4 separate regions of the Mus musculus genome follow, and regions 2, 3 and 4 are each linked to region 1. The links are chromatin contacts, called in public ChIA-PET, HiChIP or PLAC-seq and promoter capture Hi-C maps. All regions are on one chromosome and are shown on one strand. Each heading gives the region's core, a stretch centred on a gene start, on an enhancer-like site or on the middle of the called end of the contact. The rest is flanking DNA. Distances are from core to core; before and after follow the strand shown.

Region 1 (5,390 bases), core at 2,579-5,078:
AGTTCCAGAAAATAATGATTGAGCCACAGGGACGGAAATAACTACTGCAATAAGAAATGATTTTTATGATTTTAACCATCTTGAATTTGTATCCTTGAAAACCAGCTCTTTCCAAGGCTGTCCACTCTCTATCTTATACAATTGCCTATTCACTTAGGAAATTATGTGTTTCTTTTGTTGATTTTTGTTTTTGAGGCAGGGTGTCACTGTGAAGTTCCTATTGGCCTGTCCTGGAACTGGCTATGTAGACCAGACTGGCATGGAACTCACAGAGATCCCTCTGCCACCCAGTGCTAGAATTAAAGCTATGGACCACCACACTGAACAGAAATAGGTTTTGGGGGGTTTGTTTTGTTTTATTTTGTTTGTTTAAAAATTTATTTATTTATTATATGTAAGTACACTGTAGCTGTCTTTAGACACACCAGAAGAGGGCATCAGATCTCATTAGGGATGGTTGTGAGCCACCATGTGGTTGCTGGAATTTGAACTCAGGACCTCTGGAAGAGCAGTCAGTTCTCTTACCCACTGAGCCATCTCTCCAGCCCTATTTAGTTTTTTGTTTGTCAGTCTCACTATGTAGCTCTAGCTTTGCTAAAACTTGATATGCAGACCAGGCTGGTCTCAAACTCATGAGATCTGACTGCCTCTACCTCCCAAGTGCTGAGACTAAAGGCATGTGCCACTAGGCCCAACAGAAATAGTTTTAATGTAGCTAGTTATGGTGGTTTGTGCCTAGAATCCCAGCATTCTGGGGGCAGGAGATTTGTTATGCATTTGAGGACAGCTGGGTTACATTGTGAGTTCCAGGCTCACCTGAGCTACAGAGTTCAAGATCCTGTGCCCCCCCAAAAAATGAAAAACTGGGGCTGGAGAGATGGATCAGCAATAAAAAGCAATGGTGTTCTCCTAGAGGATTCAGCTTTAATCCCCTGCACCCACATTGTGTCTCACAGCCGTCTGTAACTCCAACTCCAGGTTATCCAACACCCTCTTCTGGTCTCCTCAGGCAACAGGCATACACATGATGCAGAGGTATACATGCAAGCAAAACATCTATACTCATAGAATAATTTTTTAAAGTTTTTTTTTTTCAATGAAAAAAGTGCTGGTAAGATACTCAGCAGGTGCCGGGTGGTGGTGGCGCACACCTTTAATCCCAACACTCGGGAGGCAGAGACAGGCAGATTTCTGAGTTTGAGGCCAGCCTGGTCTACAAAGTGAGTTCCAGGACAGCCAGGGCTATACAGAGAAACCCTGTCTCGGAAAACAAAAAAACAAAAAAAAAAGATACTCAGCAGGCAAAGGTTATTTGCCACCAAGCCTAACGGCTTGAGTTTGATCCCTGCTATCCATACTGTAGAAAGAGAACCAACTCCTACAAGCTGTCCTGGTCCTCAAGCACCGTGCACTGCCTTGTGCATGTAAACTCATACATGCAAAATGTAAGATTTTTTTAAACTTAAAGGAAAAAAAGCAGGATTTTTTTGCTGTTGGTTTGTCTTTAGACAGTGTCTCACTATTTAACCCTGACAGGCCTCGAACTAATAGAGATCCTCCTGCTTCTACCTCCCCAGTGCTGAAATTAAAGGCATGTGTCACCCTCCCCAGCTTTTTTTCTTTTTTAGAGAAGAGGGCATTGAATTAGAGCTAGAGCTGCCTGATAAGGGTGTTGCTGGGGACTGAACTCAAGAAAAACATGAAGTTGTCAACCTATGAGCCATTTCTTCAGCCTCTTTTTTTTCCCCAGATTTTATTTTATATGTAGAGTATCTTACCTGAAGGTTCTGCTCCCTATCTGTCGGAATATTGGGGAGGGGGTGCTATTTTTTATTATTTTTGTTTGTTTGTTTTGACGGGGTCTCTCATAGTCCTGGCTGGTCTAGAGCTCCCTTTGTAGACCAGACTGACCTCAAACATACCTACCTGCCTCTGCCTCCCAAGTGCTGGGATTAAAGGTGTACTTCATCATGCCTGACAGGAATACTTGCTCGAGTCCAATTGCTGTTGTGTGAGAAAACCCAAACACCTCCAGAAAGCCTGTATGGAGAGGGACTGACACCCTTCCCCAAGCCACTACCCCACCACCACCACAATCCTCACCAACTCCCAGCTGTGAGCCACCACTAAATTGCCACCCACCTGAGCTCTGTGAAAGTCATCTCAAGCTCCAGTGCAACCAAATGGAAAAAAGATATCCTTGCCAAGACCTTCCCAAAATGCAGATTAATAAGTAAATGAAATGTTTTAGTTCACTAGGTTTCTTGAGAGAGGAGTTGTAAAGAGCAATAGGTAACTAGTGGAGACAAATTTTTCATTCCTTTTCTCCGTGGATCCATGATTTGGAATCAGCAGGCAGTTCATGTATGTATTCAAAAGTAAATAGGATATAGAAAAAGGATCTAATAGGATCTTAGTTGTCTGCTCTGAGCTGTCTTACCAGTGCTCAATGGAACAGAATTTTTAGATGCTTGTCCTAGTTTGCTTATCAGAGCTGTGACAAAACACTAATCAAAACCAATTTGTGAGAAGAAAGGGTTTATTTTGTTTCCACTTCCATGCAACAGTCCATAACTGAGGGAAGTTGAGATAGGAACCTGAAGGCAGGAACTGAAGTAGATAAAGAAATGCTGTTAACTGGTTTGTTCTCCATAGCATGCTGAGCTTCCTTACATAGATCCTACACCTGCCCAGATATGGCACCACCCACAGAGGACTGGGCCTTCCCTCAGTCATTAAAATAATCCACATTCAAAACCAGGAGGTGATGGCACATGGCCTTTAATCCAAGTGCTTGGAAGGCAGAGGCAGGTGAGTCTCGAGTTCAAGGCCAGCTTGATCTACAGAGTGAGTTCCAGGACAGCCAGGGCAACACAGAGAAACCCTGTCTTGATGAAAAAAGACAGACACACACAAAATCAACTTCTTTCCAGGTCACTCAGGTCAAGCTGACAAAAAACCTACCAGCACGCCTGTCTTCAGCTTGACCAGGATACTCTGATCTTCCAGTGTCTTTGAAATCATCTTGGTTCCTGATGCTGTTAAGATAGATCCATGGATACACATTTTATGTCCATTCCAAAATGATTCAGATTGGCCACGTAACCCTAATTCATACCATAAATTTTCTAGTTATGTACTACACATTTGGCTAAAAGGTATCAGACCACCAAAGAGGCATGCTTAAAAAGGGGGCGGGGGGGGGGGGCGATCCCAGGAAACCTTTCTTCATGGTGTGGCAGTTTTAGAGGGGACTTTCTCCAAAGCAGTTATTCAATTTCTGATTACATCTCTCTCAGTGGTTGTCAACATTTTTGTGCTGCATAATTACCCAAGGAACCACTTACTGCCTAATAATTGTTTACGGGTTTGGTGCGAGTAAGCTGGCAGCAAACTCACTATGTAGCTGAGCAGGTCTTGAATGCCTTAAACCTCCACCTTCCAAGTGCTGGGACTACAGACGCATGCCACAACGCACTGCTTTTGATTTGAAGATCACAAATTAAGTTACAAGTCATCCACTTAATGCCGTGGACCCTTCCATACTTCCAAGAAGTAACTCTCTAGTAAATCAGACGTCTGCATTATCTAGGACAAACTATGAGAGTGGCTTTCGAGCAATTTGGCTATTTCTAGCGCTCTTAAAACACGGTTTCAACTACCTGATCTTTACAATTCCTAAATTGAAAATGAAGAAACCGAGGCTCTTGGCTCCAATTCTTTCATCCAGAAAAAAAAAAAAAAAGTCTACTGCCACCATTTTTTGCAGTCTTCTGCGTGAGACCGGGAACCTGAGGCTGTGATTGGCTGCTGGAACCGCGGGTAACCATAGTGACAGGAGGCGGGGCTGCGAGCTCCGTCTGCCCTAACACACCGGCGGGGTAGCCCCGCGAGAGGCCGGCGGGCGCTGGGCCCAGCCAGGAGCCGCAGCCCCGTCCTCGCGCGATCGCCGGGCGGGGCGTGGGTGCGGCCTTCTGCGGGCCCTTGATGCAGTTGAGGCCGCGCGGGTCAGAGAGGATCCCGGCCCGGCGGCGGGCGCGGTAGGAAGCGGCAGGGCCCCGGGCCCGGGCCGGTGACTGCGGCGCCCCTACGATGGACGCCCTAGAAGAAGAGAGCTTCGCGCTGTCCTTGTAAGTGAAGCGGCCAGGGTCTGCTCGACCTCGGCCTGCGGACGTCCTCTGGGTTGCGGGCTGGCCGGTCGAGGCTCCGCTCTAGCGGGGCGTTTTCTTCCCGTGGCCACCACGGGCATATGTCACAGATAACCAGCGCTTCCATCACAATCCTCTGGCCTCAATCGTGGCCGTCAGCAAAAACCCAGAGGCCTTGAGCTGCCCAGGCTGGCGGCGGCCTCACCGCCTGTCTAAAGCCACTCCTGACCAGTTACCCCCTAGGCCGGTGCCACTCCCGCGTGCGGTCACATTCACCAGCAGATAGGTGTGGCGTTAAGAGCCAGGATGCGGTGAGTAAATCCTGCGGGTAATAAACGCGGAAGTATGAAGTTGTGCCGCACCAGCCTCAGCTACCCAAATTGTTGGCTGCTTTTGTGATTGTCATACCGGTTTTCGTCACGAGTGTTTTCCTGTGTTTGTAATTTCTGTACTAGACAATAATCCTTGATTGGTGAAACTGAGTGATGGGAGGATCATCTTGCTATTATTTTTATGCACGTTGGGAATCTTACATTTTAAAAAATGCTAGTGGGCTTTGTTGTGATTGCCTGGTGTGTGCAAGGCCTTGGGTTCAATGCCCTTACCCACAGAAAACACAAGTTCAGCTCGAAAAATAATTATTTGGACCGGCACCTAATCCTGATGTGTTTTTTCAGCTCCTCCGCCTCTGATGCAGAATTTGATGCTGTGGTTGGATGTTTAGAGGACATTATTATGGGTAAGTTTCGACACTACTAAGTGACTTGTGCCCCTCTAGTTCCTATGGTCAATTCCTTGATTTAAATCAAGTAGACCCTTGCTTTACAACAATTTTTTAATGTATTCATTTACATATGTGATGGATCGTGGGTGGGGTTGTTGCCAGGAGACTATGGCTATGTGGAGCTCAGAGGACAACTTTGTGGAGTTGGTTCTCTCCTTCCACCTTCATGTGAGTTCTGAGGGTTGATCTCGGGTCACCCGTCTTACACAGCAGTGCCTTCAGCCCCCAAGCCATCTCAACACCCCAAACCTCTGCTTATAAGGGCATGCAGAGAAATAAATGTGAAGAGTTGATTTTCAAAACACAAAACACTGAAATTTTAACACACCGCACAATGTAATAGTAAGCAAGCCATACTGAGTTTTGTTGTCTTTATAAACAATCTGTGGGTCAGCAAGATGGCTTAGTGTGGGTAGTGGCACTCGCCCACAAGCCTGACAACCTTAGTTTAATCCCCA
Region 2 (5,048 bases), core at 1,225-3,724, 210 kb before region 1:
AGCAAGAGATCAATCACCATTCGTGTTCTATACTGGAATTCTGACAACCCAAATTCCAATCCCTTGAATTTGCCCAAACAAACTAGCCTTTTCCCCTGCTCCCAGCTGAATGACACACATTGTAAACATTCACCTTGAAGGCCAGCTCCTGAGCATTTCCTGTCTCTGTCCCTGAGAGTCCTGTTACTATGTGCCAAGGATAGGTCAAACATTTTACAGGACAGCCTATATGCCCTTACCTCTAAATAACTGTAAGTCACTAATGGCATTTTATTTTTTTATGCCACGTACGCTACTGCATCTCACAGTGGTTAGTGCTACAAAGCAGATCCTAAGTGGAAGGGTGTTTGGCTTATCCACATTTGGTGGATTCCTGTTGTGGTTTGGGCTCCTTCATAAGCTAACCTGGAGACAAACATAGCTCATTCATTTAGGAGGTGCTCCTATAGGGACACGTACTATGGGGACAGAAAATGAAGACAGGGGAGGCCAGGCATCCCAGAGGTGTGTCATTGAGTGAGTACTATAGGTAATGGACACCTGCCTAATGAAGAGGGAGTAGGATGTTTACACAGCAACTCTCAGCATCCCTTGGCTAAGGAGACAAATTAAGCCCTTGGCCTCCAGCTGATGGGTAGGTGGTCAGATGTGAACCAAGTACATGCAGATGAAGCTGGGGACCTGGGAGGAGCTACAGGGCTTTAATGACATCCTCCTAAAAAAGGAACCACAAGACTCACCCATCAATGGAGGATAGGAAAGTTTATTTCTCAGCCATTTAGGGAGTATCAATAACCCCAGGGCTCTGTGACCATGTGACTGGGGGAGCGTGGTAATTTACATACACTGATACCTTCCTGAGCTCTTCCCTGGAGTACTCTTAATAATCTCCTACCCATAAATATAAAGCACACACGTATCTGTTTCCCCCCCTCAATCCCGTCATTGTGTGCCATTTGCCATATTTTTTCTTTTTGAGACAGGGTTTCTCTGTGTAGCCCTGGCTATCCTGGAACTCAGAAATCTGCCTGCCTCTGCCTCCCAAGTGCTGGGATTAAAGGCGTGCGCCACCATGCTCGGCGTGTCTTTCCATGTTTTATTAGAATCATCGCTCTACCAGGAAGATCAGCAAATCACATACAACCCTTTTCCAGTGTGTTGCTTTCATTTTATCTTTGTCTCCCCCCCCCCCCCCGCACACACACACACACACACACACACACACACACACACACAAATAGAAAAATTAGTGGATGGTAAGAAATGTTTTATTGTAACACCTTTGTTTATATAAAATGTTTCCAGTAACTTTATTGAAGTGTGGAGCATCTCAGAATGAAAATGAACAATCCGGTCTAAACATCCAGGGACCACTTGTGTGTGGGCAGTGTTTTCATAGCTCTTGGGTCTAGACCTAGGAATGGCAGAGCTGGATTTATGATGAACTTCCAAACTGGTTTCCAAAGTAGTATCATTCTTGCCAGCCATATGTGAGGCTTCCAGTTCTTTCAAATCCCAATCAACAGAGTCCATTGTTTTCCTTACAGCCAGTCTATATGGGTATGAAATGCTATGATCCCAGGATTTTAAGTTCCAAGCAATCTTAAAACTGTTTGTTTGTTTATTAGAGAGAGAGAGAAAGCAAGTGAGCACATGAACAAGAGAGAGAACGAATGTGTGCATGTGCGTCTACATGTGTTTGACATAAGCATGTGGGCACCATGGTGGGCATGTGGAGATCAGAGGACAACTTTGTAGAGTCGGTTCTCTCCTTTCGGCTTTCCATGGGCTCTGGGAATCAAACTGAGGTGTCTGACAAGCGCCTTTGCCTGCTGAGTCATCTCCCCAGTCCTATGCAACACATTTACAAAAACACTTAGTTAAAAATAATTATTTCGGGGAAGCAATGTCCCCGTGTTTAAAAACACTTCCTGCTCTTGTAGAGGATTTGAGTTAAGTTTCCAGAACTCATGTTGGGAAGGTCACTACTGCCTAGAACTCAAGCTCCAGAGGATCTGATGCCCTCTCTGACCCACAGGCATGTGGATGTACGTGTACACACACACACACACACACACACACACACACACACACACAATTTTAATAATAGTTCTTTAACTGGATGTGTTGGGAAATGCCATTGATGAGTGAGTTTTATGTGAATGTGAAGCTCATTTGGCTCTATTCCATTCCTTTGGTCATTTTGTATTTTTTTTCTATTTTAACCCAAGTTCCATACAGTGTTGATCCCTCTAGAAATCGCTTTACTATATTTGGAGACTTTCTCCACATGCTTGCCTGCCTATCCCCCAAATGGCCTTTTGATAGAATTGCCTTCGGTTTTTCTGTCTTGTGCGTTCCTGAGGATTGACCCCAGGGTCTTGTGCTTGCTAAATACATGCATACACACTGCACACCAAGCTGCAGCCTGCACCCTTAATTATTCGATTCTAACTGAAAATGCCTTGTGCTGTAATATTGGCACCCTATTGCCACACATCCTGTTTGCTTATTTCTCCAAATGACTGTCCCCATCCTCACATCTCTAGGGTGTTCTGGTCGACTTTAAGTGGCATTGCCTTCTGCCTGCATACCAACTTAGAGATTTTTTTTCTTTCTGCTTTCTGTGGTCACAGGCAGCTGTGTCTTAGTCACTTCAAACTGCTGTAACAGAATAACACAGTCTAGGTGTCAATTATAGCTCACAGCCTCAGAGGCTGGGAGGCCCCAGATCTGGATTCCAGTACATCCACTGGAGGTTCAGAGCTGCTTGCTATGTTTTCATCAGGGTAGAAAGAGACATTACTTCCTGTATCTTCTTGTAGATACATTTGTGTCACCTTGAAGATCTACCTCACAACTCTGTTGCATCTCTGAATCTCCTGGTGCTGTTGTACCAAATTCACTGTAGAGAACATTAACTTTGTATCACAGTAAGGTAGACTACCTCTGCGGCTTCACCCTGCTGCTCTTCTTCCTTTAGACAGGGTCTTACATAGGCCAGGCTGACCTTGAACTCACTCTGAAACTGAAGATATTCTTGAACTCCTGGTTCTTCTGCTTTCACCTTGCAAGTGCTAGGATTGCACACATGCGTGCCCAGCACTTGTTTGCTTATTTAAAAACTTTAAACTATTAAGAAAGACGGCTCCAAATGTTGAGCTCCTGGGGACTTTGTGGGCAAGGACAGAGGCTGGCATTTGTGGTGAGGACTTTTCCACTTTTGTGCAAATGAGTAAGCTGAGTCCAACTATGGACTTATGATGCCCAGGCTTTTAGTTAAAGGAGGTAGGGGAAGTCATCCTGTGTTCCTTGTTTGGCAAGATGGCAGCAGGATGACTGGGCTGTGCCAACTCCAGGAACATACAGAACTTGGTTGGGAAGAACTCGATTGGTTTGTGAAGGTGAAGGACCTTTGAGGGTCAAGTGTCCTCTGAGGCAGGGACTGGGGTCCTGGACACAGCATCATTCCTCTTGAGTTTGGAAGAGGGGGAGAGCACCTTGTTTTCTCTCTCTTTAGGACCTGAGCCATAGAAACAGCCTATAAACTGAGGGTCAGAGGGCAAAGTCCAGACACTCAGAAGACCCTCTATATGGGGACACCATCTATCATGATCCAAGAAGCCAGGTAAATGGATTTTCCTCCCCTTCCCTCTTTTCCTTTCCCCTCCCATCTCTTCCTTCTCTCTCTAACTGTGGCCAAGACTCCCAACCCCACTTCCCTGAGTCATTGGTCAGCTGTACCCTTTTGCTGCTGTAGATGGAAACTAAGAGTAGACAAGGGATTCTGTCTACTATTTTGTGGGTTCCTTTCTCTCTTCCACCCTTTTCCACCTCTTTACTTCTTCCCTTTTAACTCCCTGTCTTAGTCAGGGTTTCTATTCCTGCACAAACATCATGACCAAGAAGCAGTTGGGGAGGAAAGGGTTTATTCGGCTTACATTTCCACATTGCTGTTCATCACTGAAAGAAGTCGGAACTGGAACTCAAGCAGGTCAGGGAGCAGGAGCTGATGCAGAGGCCATGGAGGGATGTTCTTTACTGGCTTGTCTCCCCTGGCTTGCTCAGCCTGCTCTCTTATAGAACCCAAGACTACCAGCCCAGGGATGGCCCCACCCACAAGGGGCCTTTCCTCTTTGATCACTAATTGAGAAATGCCTTACAGTTGGATCTCATGGAGGCAATTCCTCAACTGAAGCTCCTTTTTCAGTGATAACTCCAGCTGTGTCAAGTTGACACAAAACTAGCCAGTACACTCCCTAACCCTAGATAGGAGAGTAGAAAGGATAGAGGGGAAAGGGGGCAGCGTTATCATTAGACTACTTCCTGTAGATTAGGGGCATCAAGTTCCTTGGGGCAAGTTTGATCTTCACCATCAGGATTTAATTATTTAGTATTCTTTGTCGTCTTCTCCTTCTTCTCCTTCTCCCCCTCCCCATTCCCCCTCCTCTTCCTCTTCTTTTCTTTCCTTTCTTCTCCTTTCCTTTCCTTTCCTTTCCTTTCCTTTCCTTTCCTTTCCTTTTCTTCCTTCCTTCCTTCCTTCCTTTCTTTCTTTCTCTTTCTCTTTTTCTTTTTCTTTCTTTTTTTTTTTTTTTTTTTTTTTTTTGCACAGGACTACTTAACAAACCACAACCAACAGTAACCTTGCCTCTCAAGGCCCTAGCATTTATATATCCTCTGAAGTCTCCAAAATTCCAAATGTCACACATTCACAGAAACTGTCTACAGCTGGCAAAACCACTCCCCTGCTAGATCATGAGGCAAATCACAGTCAGCTACTGTGGAACAGCCCCATATCACATGAAATGATTACATACTAAACAAGAACATATTCCCATAACATTTTATGACATTTCTCAGTTTCAAAACAAAAGAAAACAAGATTATAAAATTCTTATTATAGAATTCTTCTAGTCCTAGCCCCTGGAGTGCCAAAGACACTCAGGTCCAAGCCCTGAGAACTACAGCATTAGAAGCCAGAATCTTAGAGTTCTATGTATCGGAGTAGAGCCTTTGGCTTTGGGCTTGGTTACTGGGTGCTAAGCAGC
Region 3 (5,479 bases), core at 894-3,393, 230 kb before region 1:
CCTCTGTCAGCAGGGAAGGATGTAGGTCCAGCAACACATAATGGTTGGGAGAATATGGGGTGAGCCTTACTGTTGGGCTGTAACTCTTCTCACACTAACAGATGACAGCCCACCATGTACCACAGGCTGGGACTCCACCATGTGACAATAGGAAACGGAGGCTGGCTAAAAACAAGGCATCTATTTGTAAGAGGCGAGCCAGGTAAGGTTGGGAAAGCTAAGAGTCACACATAAGTAATCAGTCAAAATAATAATGACTCCCCCCCACACACACTCTTGCCTGTCAAGAACTTTCTAGATTTCCGGCTCGGTCCCGGGAGGGAGGAGGTTAGAAGGTCACAGGAATTTGAGATCCAAAGAAGGGGACTAACGTAGAAGGATTTCTTAAGAGTTTTGGGCACACAGCACATCTGCTCTAACTTCTTCTGAAGGAATTGGAAGGTGCTCCTTCTCTGGTCCTCAGGACAGATGACAGAACTGAAACTCAGAGTCAAGACTTTTGTCTAGGGCAGTGTTTCTCAATCTGGGGGACCCAACCTCTGCCAAGTCAAATGATTTCATTATGATTCGTAACAGTAGCAAAATTACAGCTATGAAGTAGCAACGAGAATAATGTTATGGTTGGGGGTCAGCACAGCGTGAGGCTGCAGTATTAAAGGGTCCCAGCATTAGGAAGGCTGAGAACCACTGGCCTAAGGTGATGTAGCCAGCACTTAAGAGGAGGACTTGAGCCTGAGGTTTGGGGGTCATGGGTGTGCTGATGACCCTGCCCTACAGTGCTAATGCACTGTCTCCCCATTCCTCCCCCAGAGCATTCTGGGAAAGTTGCTTCACTGTGGGATGTCACAGAAACCATCCTCAGGAGGAGCCTGGCCTCCTGTTCTGGGACAAAGACAAGAGGCAGGGCAGGTTGTAGAACTTGGAACAGAGACAGGAACTTTCCAGGGCTGACGCTGGCCCTGTAGTCCTTTTCTTACCGCCCACCTCTTTCCATCCCTTATCCCTGCACCAAGCTTTCTTCTGTAGCCTAGGCAACCCTTGCACCCAGGGACCAGCAGAGACACACCTGGAGGCCGCGCTTGTCCAGGTCAGGTCTCAGGTGATGAGCCGCTGTCGCCACTGGACCCTGGACCCAACTCCACGAAGTTTTGCTCAGTGGCTCCTCCTGCCTTCATCCTACATCGTCTCTGGGAAGTGTAGAAAGAAGGGTTGTGCGGGTCCTGCTGCGCTCTGGCCCCACCCACTTCCTGGCAGATGCCCACCTTACCCAGTCTCAGTAGTCAGAGAGGCATGTCCCGCTGCGATCTCCAAGCCGCGGCGGGTTCCGGGCACGCTACTCGCGCGCCCTGGGGCTGGCACTTTGAATCCACGTGATTTCTCGGCAGCGGCAGTAGAGTCTATGAACTAGCGAACAGCGCCCGCTCAGTGGCCACTTTCAGTTTCCACAGAGCGCGGTGGAGAGGGAGCTGAACTGGTGAGTTACCTGCCCAAGCCGGGGCGCGGAGGGAGATCTGTGCCTAGAGAGAGGAGGGGGTGTCAGGGGCTAGGTGGATAGACAAACGGACTGAGGGGCCCGGGTGGGTTGGGGTACTGGTGGCTTAGCAAAATGCAGTCGGACACTGTAATTTGGGGACCACAGAAATTGGAGGGAGTGGCTCAGTTTGGGAAAAAACTTTGTATGTCTGTGCGCCCCCTCTCCTGGTGCCTGCCACACTTGTCATCCCCCACCCCCAACCATACTTTCTTCTTGTTTTTTTTTTTTTCTTTTCAATGCCTTTGCTTTAATAATAATCCAGAAGCCGCCCTGTTTGCTACATATAATTCTGAATTTTCAGCCAAAACAACAAAACAAACAAACAAACAAACAAAACCCCACCTTTTATTAGACAGATAGAATTTGGCTGAACCGTAGCAACTTGCTGTTCTATAGAGGAAAGCTGCGTTCTCTAAGAGTTGCCAACCTCAGGTCGGTGGCTTCTGGCTACCAACATTGTGTTGGAACAAATACTAGATATTAAGGAATGTACAAAAAGACAGGGATCTTTAAAAACAAAAACAAAAACAAAACAGAATATTGTGTTTTAAAAGAGAACGATGTTTCTTGAATGTCCATCACCTGTATTTCTAATGATCATTGAAACTTTCCAGTCACAAGGGTAAGCCTGGGCAGCCTTTTGTCCCTGGCCTACCACAATGCCACGTGGGGTTTAAACCATTTTTTTTCCACTCAGAAAAGCTGAGCTGGGAGCTCTGGGAGGTTCCTGGAGAATTCTGGGTCTTCAGTACTATTGGTATATATTGTCAGGATTCTTCTGAAAAGGGCGGGAGGGGCTTCATACAGAAAAGGTATTTTGAAAATTGACCTTCATGATTGGGGGAAAAGGCTAGAAAATGACCAAAGGTGGGTGTAGCTGAGCCATACCTGCAGCTTTCTCTTCCTGAATCGCTTTCTTGCAAAGAAAGGAAACCCGGAAACCTGCCAGGTTCCCTCTGGGATGTAGCTCAGAGACAGGGCAGACCCTGGTTTGAGTCCCCGGCGCCACAAAAATAAGGCACCAGGCCTGAGCTCCCACCAGAGAACAGAGTGGGCGGGAGTGACTGGAAGTTCATAAGGCCCCTCATGGTGTACTGTCCACAGACCAGCACCAGCAATTATGCCTTGCCTGCCCTGCCTCCAGGACCAGCGCCCATCTGTCTTGGAATAGGACCTCTGGGTGCTCTCAATACTGTGCATCATGACCATGAGTTACGATTTCAGATCTTGGAAGGTTGGTTCCCCATCTATAGTACAGACATTATGTTCAAAATTTATCTCCTGAATCGAGTGAGACGAAATAGAAACAATGCCTCGGCCACAAGTGTGAGGAGCCTGGGGTCCTGATGGGACAAATGCCGAAGCTAAGGGAACGCCTTAGTGCCTTAGTCTGCTTAGTCCGGTCTGCCCAGAAAGCACAGGTTGGCCTGATCTCAGAAGCTAAGTATGCTTAGGCCTAGTAAGCACTTGGTTGGGAAAGTCTGCCTAGACCTGTTCCCGGACCAGCCCGAGGATAGCAGTACCTGGTCAATGTCTATGTGCTCTCTCTCTCTCTCTCTCTCTCTCTCTCTCTCTCTCTCTCTCTCTCTCTCTCTCTCTTTCTCTCTTCCCTCTAGAAAGAGTTCAACAAAACTCTGTAGATTCTCTTCTCCCATATTTTGTGCTGTGTGTTGGGTAAAGAAGACATCCCCACTGCCTCTGAACGTGACCTTATTTGGACACAGGGTGACTGCAGACACTTAAGATGAGGTTGTAGGGTGGGCCCAGTAAGACTTCTGCCCACTAATAGAGGCGATCAGCATATCCACATAGATACCTCAGGAAGGCGGCCATCTTGGGGAGGCAGAGACTGCAACTACAAGCTGAAAGACAAAAATCCCAGCAACCAAAGTGTCCCAATCGGAAAGAGGAAGGCCCCTTTACTAGCATCCTCAGAGGATGCAGACTGCAGAGAATAAAAAAATAAAAAGCCATTTCTGCCAGCGCTTGATGGAACTTTTGTTTTTTTAACCACATCTGATACATCATCCCAGCATCTCTCCTCTACCACCAGCAGAGAATTGTGGCAAAAGAGATGCAAACACTTAAGTGTTGGGGGAAGGCACGGCTGAGAGGGCAAGAGATCTGCCTAGCTTCAGAAGATTCTGGGTTCTATCCTTACTACAGAAGACAAGCAAAAACCTCTTTGTAGGTGTTCTCAGGATGCAAAGCATCGTCTCTCTTCACCAAATATGTTTCTGTGAGTGTAGTTGATAGCCTTTAATGCTAGCACTTGGGAGGCAGAGGCAGGTGGATTTGGGAGTTCGAGGCCAGCCTGATCAACAGAGTGAGTTCCAGGACAACCAGGGCTACACAGAGAAACTCTGTCTCGAAAAAACCAAAAAAAAAAAAAAAAAAAAAAACAACCCAAAAACAAAACAAACAAACTCCTGTTTCTGGGTCCCTGAAAGTGGGTAGAGGCAGCATGACCCCCATTCTTTTCTTTAGGAGAGCCTTGAGTCTTCCATTCTGTGGATCTCGGAGATGTGGGTAGCAGGCTTTGTGATTCTGGTCACCTGTGACTTCGGATTCTTCCCTTTCTCTGTCACTGCCTCAAATCATAGCATAGACACACCCATTGCTCCAGATTGCTCGATCTTCCTGATGACCTCATATGGTGCTCCTCCTAACTCTAACTCAGAGAGGCACTGGCCACCCTCTGACTGACTCACCCATGACTCTTGTTGAAGGGTAATTACAAGAAGCTGATATGCAGAGACCCTCTAGCACTAGGTTTTTCCATGTGTTTGTTACCATATTTTAATGAACTCAGATATGTTTTTTAAAAAGTCACTTGTTAAACTAAATAATATGTATGATGCTAAAATAAAACCAAAGCTCAGGTGTGGTGCCATATACCCAGTATATATAGGTGGTTGAGGCGATGAGAGTTGGAACATAGTTGGTCTCAGAACCTAGGTACTGAGACCCTGTCTCCAGCATTTTTTTTAATCAATTACTTAATTAAGTAACAAATACATCTATAGAGTAAAAAATCCAGTCACTCAGATGCTATCTGTGAAGACAAGCAAGAACAAGCAGTGTGATTGGGTTTCTGTATCTTATTCCAGTGTCTCTCTCAGACTTTACAGACAAGAGTATCCAGTGTTTTCCCCTACACAATCAGCCTCAGCTAAATAGACTTTAGATCATACACATACAAATATACAGACGTACATATGTGCTTCCATGACCATATACATGCACACACATGTGTATTCTCTCTCTCATGATGAGAGTGTACTGCATAGAGTGTGGACAGGTTTTTTTTTATTTAATGCAATAAATAATCTTTTATTTTTCTCTCTATATTTATTATTTTGGTGCTGGAGATCAAACACAGGGCCTTGGGCATACCTAGTGAGCGCTTTTCCACTGAACCATGTCTTCAGCCCTCTTTATGGTTGTATATTCTCTGTGTGTAGAAAAACCTACTTATGCAAGTATATTCTGTACTTTGACCATATATATATTATATGTATATATACATACATACAGTATATATTAGATGTAAAAATTAATATATGTATTTTATGTATCTATAAAATAATGTATTATTTTGTACATCTATATAAAATCCAGGATCCACAAATGAAAGAAAACATTCAATGTTTATTTTTCTGAGTTTGTCTGGTGATCTCCAGCTGGGTCGATTTTCTTGCAAACACCATCTTTCTTTTTCTTTATAGATGAACAAAATACCATTTGTGTGTGTGTGTGTGTGTGTGTGTCTATGCCACATTTTCTTTATCCGCTTTACTACTGGCAGACACTCAGGCTGATCATACAAACTTGGCTATTGTGAGTGGTGCTGCAATACCATGGATAATAAACATGAGTGTGCAAGCGTCTCTGGGATGTAATGTTTTGGAGTCCTTCAGCTGTACATGAGTTGGTGCAGCTGTA
Region 4 (5,379 bases), core at 1,675-4,174, 250 kb before region 1:
ACAGCTACCCAGAGGTACCACCTGCCCCTGCTCTAGCCTCCTCGCAGGCCTGATAAACGGCTTGAGTTCTCTATTCCAGGTCTTCGAGGAAACCAACGTCATCTCTAATATCATTGCTGACTGTCCAGAGAAGCACTGGTGAGTTTCTGTCTTCATGGTTTACTGTATAACATTGAGACAGCCACTCTCCTATGTGGCTTTTGCTGACCTTGGAGTCATTTCCTCTTAGAGATGCAGTTGTAGGAGTTGACCTTGGGCAAGACACCAAACCTCTGAAACTTAGTTTCCTCGTTGGTAATAAAGAGGTGACAAAGCACCTTACTTTATAGCTGTGTCTTGGGCATGGAGTCATTCTTTAGGCACTATTTTTCTTACTTATCTCTTTAACTTGCAGTGCTAAGGATCGAACCCAGATCCTTATGCATGCCCACTGAGTTCCATGCTTAGCCAGAGTGTTTTATTCTAATATCGGTGATTTTTACTTCTAACGTTATTTAACTCATCTTCAAATCTCTCATCTCTGCCCCTTTGGTGTTATCACCTCATTATTTAGTTGCTTTTAAATCTTATCTTGAACCTTTCCTTGGGTCATTCTCAAGTCATTGGCTGCTTACCCTCTTGACTGGTTGTTTCCGGCTCGCCACCGCCGGTGGTGGCCTCCCTGTGTGCCCATCATTCTTCTAAGGTCTTCTTTAGTGGAATTTGGATCTTCTGTGCATAGACTCTGCTCCCTAGATGAGCTAAATTTTCTAAGAAGAGGGTTTTGCGTTTATTTGTGGCAGGGACAGTAAGACGTTCAGTGGCTGGGTGTGTTTTTTATGTTAAACATTCAGCCGGGGAAACTCTGACCTATGTCAAACTCAGTTATAAATATATCCTTCAATCCTGGGGTTCAGAGATTGCTCCTTGCTCATTTTAACGTTTGTGTTGCTGCTGTTGTTGCTGCTGCTGTTCGGAGATTGGGGCTTCACCCTATGACTTCTGTTAGCGCAGATTCTATCCATAGCCCAGGCTGCTCACCAAGCTGTGATCTCGCTTCAGCTGGGATTGTAAGTGTACACCATCATACTTGGGTCTTTCATCTATACACACCCCCAAACACACACACACACACCACCCCAAACCTCCTTGTGGTTTCCTTTAGCGAGGGTAGTTTTCGGTCTTCTTTCCACGAACAGAAAATGTCTTACTTTCAGCTGTATATCTCACTGGTTTCTGAGAACATCAAAACTCTTTTGCACCTCGGTGCCACATCCTCTCCAGGGTCACAGAGGCTTGCTGCATACAGTTTCACCTCTCAGCTGCTCTCCAGAACCTAACACTGTGTATTTCTTCATTTCTAAAGCACTCATTGGCTGAGCGGTGCAGTTGAGAGGCTACTGATCCAGTCCTGCAGCTGACCTGCCACCTACATTCCTTCTGTGGCCCCGCTCACAGGGTGGCTCACTCTGTTCTCTCCACCCAAAGTCTTCCCCCAGCCTCTTCCCCATCTGATTCTTTTCCATCTACAGGGTAGGTCTCCCCCAACTCCCAGTCTGTGTCAGATTCCCCGCCTAAGACTCTGGTGCTCTAGCCTGGTCTCTCTCTCCTTTCACATAGTCTTTGGTTACAATTGTGCGTTTTTGTTTGGGGATTCCCTAATAGATGTTGAGTTTTGCTGCCAGACACCATGTGTGCTGGGCTTTCTGCTGAATCCAGCTTCTGGTCATAGTTGAAGTTAGTAATGTCCCCACAAATATCATTAGAAGCAACAGCTGGCTGTCAAAATCTGTCTCTGAGCTGGGTGTGGTGGTGCACGCCTTTAATACAACACTTAGGAGATAGAGGCAGGCGGATTTCTGAGTTCGAGGCCAGCCTGGTCTACAAAGTGACAGGACAGCCAGAACTATACAGAGAAACCCTGTCTCCAAAAAACCAAATAAATAAATAATTAATTAATAAAAAAAAAAAACCAAAATCTGTCTGTCTCTGTCTCTCTCATGTGCCTGTGCACTGTCTCTATCTCTCCCTCCCTTCCCTCCCTCCCCTTCCCCTCCTTCTCCCCCTCCCCCCCTCTCTCATGTGCCTGTGTACTGTCTCTCTCTGCTTCTCTGTCCCTCTCCCTCCCCTCCCCCTCCTCCCTCTCCCATGTGCCTGTGCATGTGTGCATGCATGTACATGTGCATGCATTTGTTTCTGTAGCCCTGGCTGTCCTGGAACTCGATCTGTAGACCAGAATAGCCTTGAATGCAGAGATCTGCCTACCTCTACCTCCAGAGATTAAAGGATGTAAAGGCTGTGCAACATCATGCACGGCTAAAAAAAAAGAAAAAAAAATCCCTCTATTCATTACACCTCTGCTGGGTCACCATAGAGCAGGACCAGTTCTTGACTCTGCATGTGGGAGATCTCATTTATTCTCACTGTTGTCACCCCCATTTCACAGGCCGGGAAAGTGATGCCCACAAAGCTAAGTGAATGTGTCCCTTCCATACCCCTGGAGGTGAGCAGAAAAGCAACTGTTTTTGCTGTCCCCCATACAGATGACAAAACTGAAGTCTTGAGGGGTCAAGGCTCTTAACTTCTTTTTACTTTTTTGGTGTCTATTTATTTTATGCATATAAATGTTTTTGCTTGCATGTTTGTATGTGCAACGTATGTATGCCTGGTGCCCATGGAGTTCAGATCCCTTGACACGGGAATTGCAGACTACTGTGAACCACCATGTGGATGCTAGCAATCAAGCCAGGGTCCTCTGGAAGAGCAGCCTGTACTCTTAACTGCTGAGCCATCTCTTCAGCCCAAGTCCTAACTTCTTGCTGTGTCACTGTTAAGTTAGTGTAGGGTTACAGCCCAGAGCCTGAGCTACTCCAAACTGCTTCTTGCTCACACAGGACTGCAGTCAGCCTGATCCCCTCTGATGGCTGCTGTCCCGGTCACATGACTCCTGTCTCTCAGCATCTGTTCAGTGACTTCCTTACCAGCCCAGGCTGGGTCACTGTCTACTGCCTGAGGAGGCCTACAATCTCCTGCCAGAACAAGGGTGTTGTGGTCAGTTCTCCTGGACTGATGGAATTTCTCTTCCCACAGACGGATGGGCAAAATCACCTTTGAAGAGGTGAGATGGGTGCAAGGCTTTGGGGTACCAGCGGCTGTCGGGGTCTACCTGTTCTTTTCATTCCCTCTGCTGGGGTTCACTGTTTCCTATCCGTGGCTCCTGATCATCAAACTCGTGGGATGTGAGCCAGGAGAAGGCCCACAGGATGCCTCAGCCTTGCTAATGTCCCTCTAAGTGGAACACTGAGACAGGTCCCTTACACTGTCTAAGACCATCTGCCTCTGTCCACATCTACCATAGATCTCCAGTTCCCCCACATTGTAGGTTTTAGGAAAGAAGCATAGAGTGAATATGTGCTGGGCTTGTCATGAGAATCCCATGTAAGGTCTGGGGTGGCACTTAGGATCAAGCACACACTGACATCGCCTGTGTCAGTAGCCACATGAAGCAAGACCATCCTAGGTACCAAACTCCCTCTGAGTGGCTGGGTTTCATCCACTTAGAAACAGGAGCTTGGAAGCTAGTATAGTTGTAAACAAGAAACCGAGGGTCAGTCTGGTCTCCAGTGTTCTTCAAGGTCTCCTTAATAGTTTTTAATACGCTAAACTCTAAAGATAGGAGGCATGATGGCTATGCCTGTAATCTCAGTGTTAGGAGGCCAAGCAGGAGGATTGTGAGCTAAGAGAAAAGTAACCCTGAGCTACACAGTGGAGTCCTGACTGAAAAAAAAATTCCCCCAAATCAAAACAATACCCGCACCCTCCCACACACCCCCACAAAATCCTAAAGGCAAAAGTAATGAAAACCTGTCCCTCCCAGCACTCAGGAGGCAGAGGAAGGCGTATTTCTGAGTTCGAGGCCAGCCTGGTCTACAAAGTGAGTTCCAGGACAGCCAGGGCTATCCATAGAAACCCTGTCTCGAAAAAACAAACAAACAAACCAAGACCTGGGGCCACACCCACACCTCTCTATGAAGTCTAGAATGGGATTCCTTTGGGGGAATCCCATTTCTTAAAAACAACAACAAACCAACTCCTTATTTTTACATTTTATCGATGATGATGATGGTGGTGGTGGTGGTGATGATGATGATGGTGATGGTGGTGGTGATGGTGGTGGTGGTGATGGTGATTGGGTTTTTTAGAGATAGGGTTTCTCTGTGCAGCACTGGCTATCCTGAAACTTGCACTGTAGACCAAGTTGACCTTGTATTCACAGAGAACCATCTGCCTCTACCTCCCAAGTGCTGGGCTTAAAGGTATCTGCAATTTCTTTAAAATATTTTTATCAGGCCAAAGAGATAACTCAGTTCAATTCCTGTGACCCGCATGGTGGAAGGAGAAAGTCAGTTTCTGTAAGTCGTCCTCTGATCTGTACACATGCACATAGCATGCAGGTGGGGGACACACATGAAGTAAATAAGAATGTAAGGAAAGTTTAATCAGTTAGCGTGTATGGGTGCACAGACACACACACACACATCAGTCCACCATGGCCTATATCTGGACGTCAGAGAACAACTTTTAGAGCTAATTCTTTTTCTACCCTGGGCGTCCCAGGGACTGAAGTCCAGTGGTCAGGCTTGGTGAGAAATTCACATACACACTGATCCATCTTGCTAGCCCCAACTCATTAATTTTTTCTAATAACTTTAGATTTGAATAAAAGTTACAAAGACATGACAAAATGTTCCATACCCAATGTACAGTATTAATCTTTCCATAAACAAGCTGTGTTGGTTGTAGATCACCACTGCTGAGCTCTTAGTGACTCCAGACTTCATCGGAACGTCATTCTTTTTTTTTCCCACTGATCTCCAGACCATGGAGCATGTGACCTTCAGACTTTTGAAAAGTTCCCAGGCTTTTGTCTTGTTCTGCTTTCATAACTTTATTGTGTTTTTAAGAACCTGAGAAATTCCCAGTACTTTATAGGAAAAAAATCAGTGATGCTTGTTAGTGGAGGGGGGGACGGAGGGGGGGAGGAATGGGGGGATGCAAGAGCGTGGGGGGGGGGTAGGGGGAATGTCTGTAAGGACAGGGTCCACTGCAGTGTCTTTAAGGAACTGGGTAGTAGACAGCTACTAGGCTTAACTCCAAATAAGGCTTGGCCAAGTGGGAATTGATACCCAAGGGTAAGGGCAGGGAGTTGGGGAAGAGCCTGCTAGAACTGACCCAACAGGGTCTTTGCTGAAGGTGGCCAGTGTGGTTAGATATCACCCTCATAAGATCAAGTGGAGGATGAGTCGCCCTGGTCAGATAGGGGAGGGTTGCCTGATAGTGTAGGCAATGGTTCTTAGGAACTTGACCAAAGTTTGGCCAAGCAAAGACCACAGTTGGCAC

The links. ChIA-PET counts read pairs in DNA pulled down with a chosen protein or histone mark. HiChIP or PLAC-seq counts read pairs in DNA pulled down with a chosen protein or histone mark. Capture Hi-C pulls out chosen DNA fragments and counts their contacts.
Region 2: a BATF HiChIP or PLAC-seq map of CD8 T cells shows a contact between it and region 1, with 9 read pairs. The contact joins the enhancer-like site here to the promoter of Arl2bp in region 1. A contact is called at or near these places in 1 of 39 promoter capture datasets (macrophages), 3 of 115 datasets of contacts at active chromatin or transcription factors (CD8 T cells, effector CD8 T cells and memory CD8 T cells) and 2 of 9 other capture datasets (adipose tissue and pancreatic islet).
Region 3: a contact with region 1 is called in a promoter capture Hi-C map of liver. The contact joins the promoter of 9330175E14Rik here to the promoter of Arl2bp in region 1. A contact is called at or near these places in 13 of 39 promoter capture datasets (the 3T3-L1 cell line, 3T3-L1-derived adipocytes, the C10 cell line and 7 more), 1 of 484 Hi-C or Micro-C datasets (regulatory T cells), 7 of 115 datasets of contacts at active chromatin or transcription factors (the SCID.adh cell line, bone marrow-derived macrophages, effector CD8 T cells and 4 more) and 4 of 9 other capture datasets (adipose tissue, embryonic stem cells, liver and 1 more).
Region 4: a contact with region 1 is called in an RNA polymerase II ChIA-PET map of memory CD8 T cells, with 87 read pairs. The contact joins the enhancer-like site here to the promoter of Arl2bp in region 1. A contact is called at or near these places in 13 of 39 promoter capture datasets (the 3T3-L1 cell line, 3T3-L1-derived adipocytes, the C10 cell line and 7 more), 1 of 484 Hi-C or Micro-C datasets (regulatory T cells), 6 of 115 datasets of contacts at active chromatin or transcription factors (the NIH/3T3 cell line, bone marrow-derived macrophages, embryonic stem cells and 2 more) and 3 of 9 other capture datasets (embryonic stem cells, liver and pancreatic islet).

Annotation. Positions count from the first base shown.
Region 1 is chr8:94,662,772-94,668,161 of GRCm38.p6, forward strand. Arl2bp (ADP-ribosylation factor-like 2 binding protein) reads left to right here and starts at 3,829. Exons shown (of 6, transcript NM_024191.2): 1 at 3,829-4,130; 2 at 4,826-4,887. The coding sequence starts at 4,093.
Region 2 is chr8:94,456,172-94,461,219 of GRCm38.p6, forward strand. It overlaps a transcript of Nlrc5 not described here. Among named protein-coding and RNA genes, the nearest start is that of Nlrc5, 14 kb to the right of the region's middle. Within about 2 kb of position 2,475, at least 56 of the 459 cell types and tissues checked have an H3K27ac peak or open chromatin away from gene starts, as enhancers often do. A contact at or near this core is called in CD8 T cells, adipose tissue, effector CD8 T cells and 1 more, where this site is marked.
Region 3 is chr8:94,432,960-94,438,438 of GRCm38.p6, forward strand. 9330175E14Rik (RIKEN cDNA 9330175E14 gene) reads right to left here and starts at 2,144. Exons shown (of 3, transcript NR_015514.2): 1 at 1,877-2,144; 2 at 1,268-1,517; 3 at 168-1,187. It also overlaps a transcript of Nlrc5 not described here.
Region 4 is chr8:94,412,512-94,417,890 of GRCm38.p6, forward strand. No RefSeq gene overlaps it. Among named protein-coding and RNA genes, the nearest start is that of 9330175E14Rik, 20 kb to the right of the region's middle. Within about 2 kb of position 2,925, at least 35 of the 459 cell types and tissues checked have an H3K27ac peak or open chromatin away from gene starts, as enhancers often do. A contact at or near this core is called in memory CD8 T cells, pro-B cells and regulatory T cells, where this site is marked.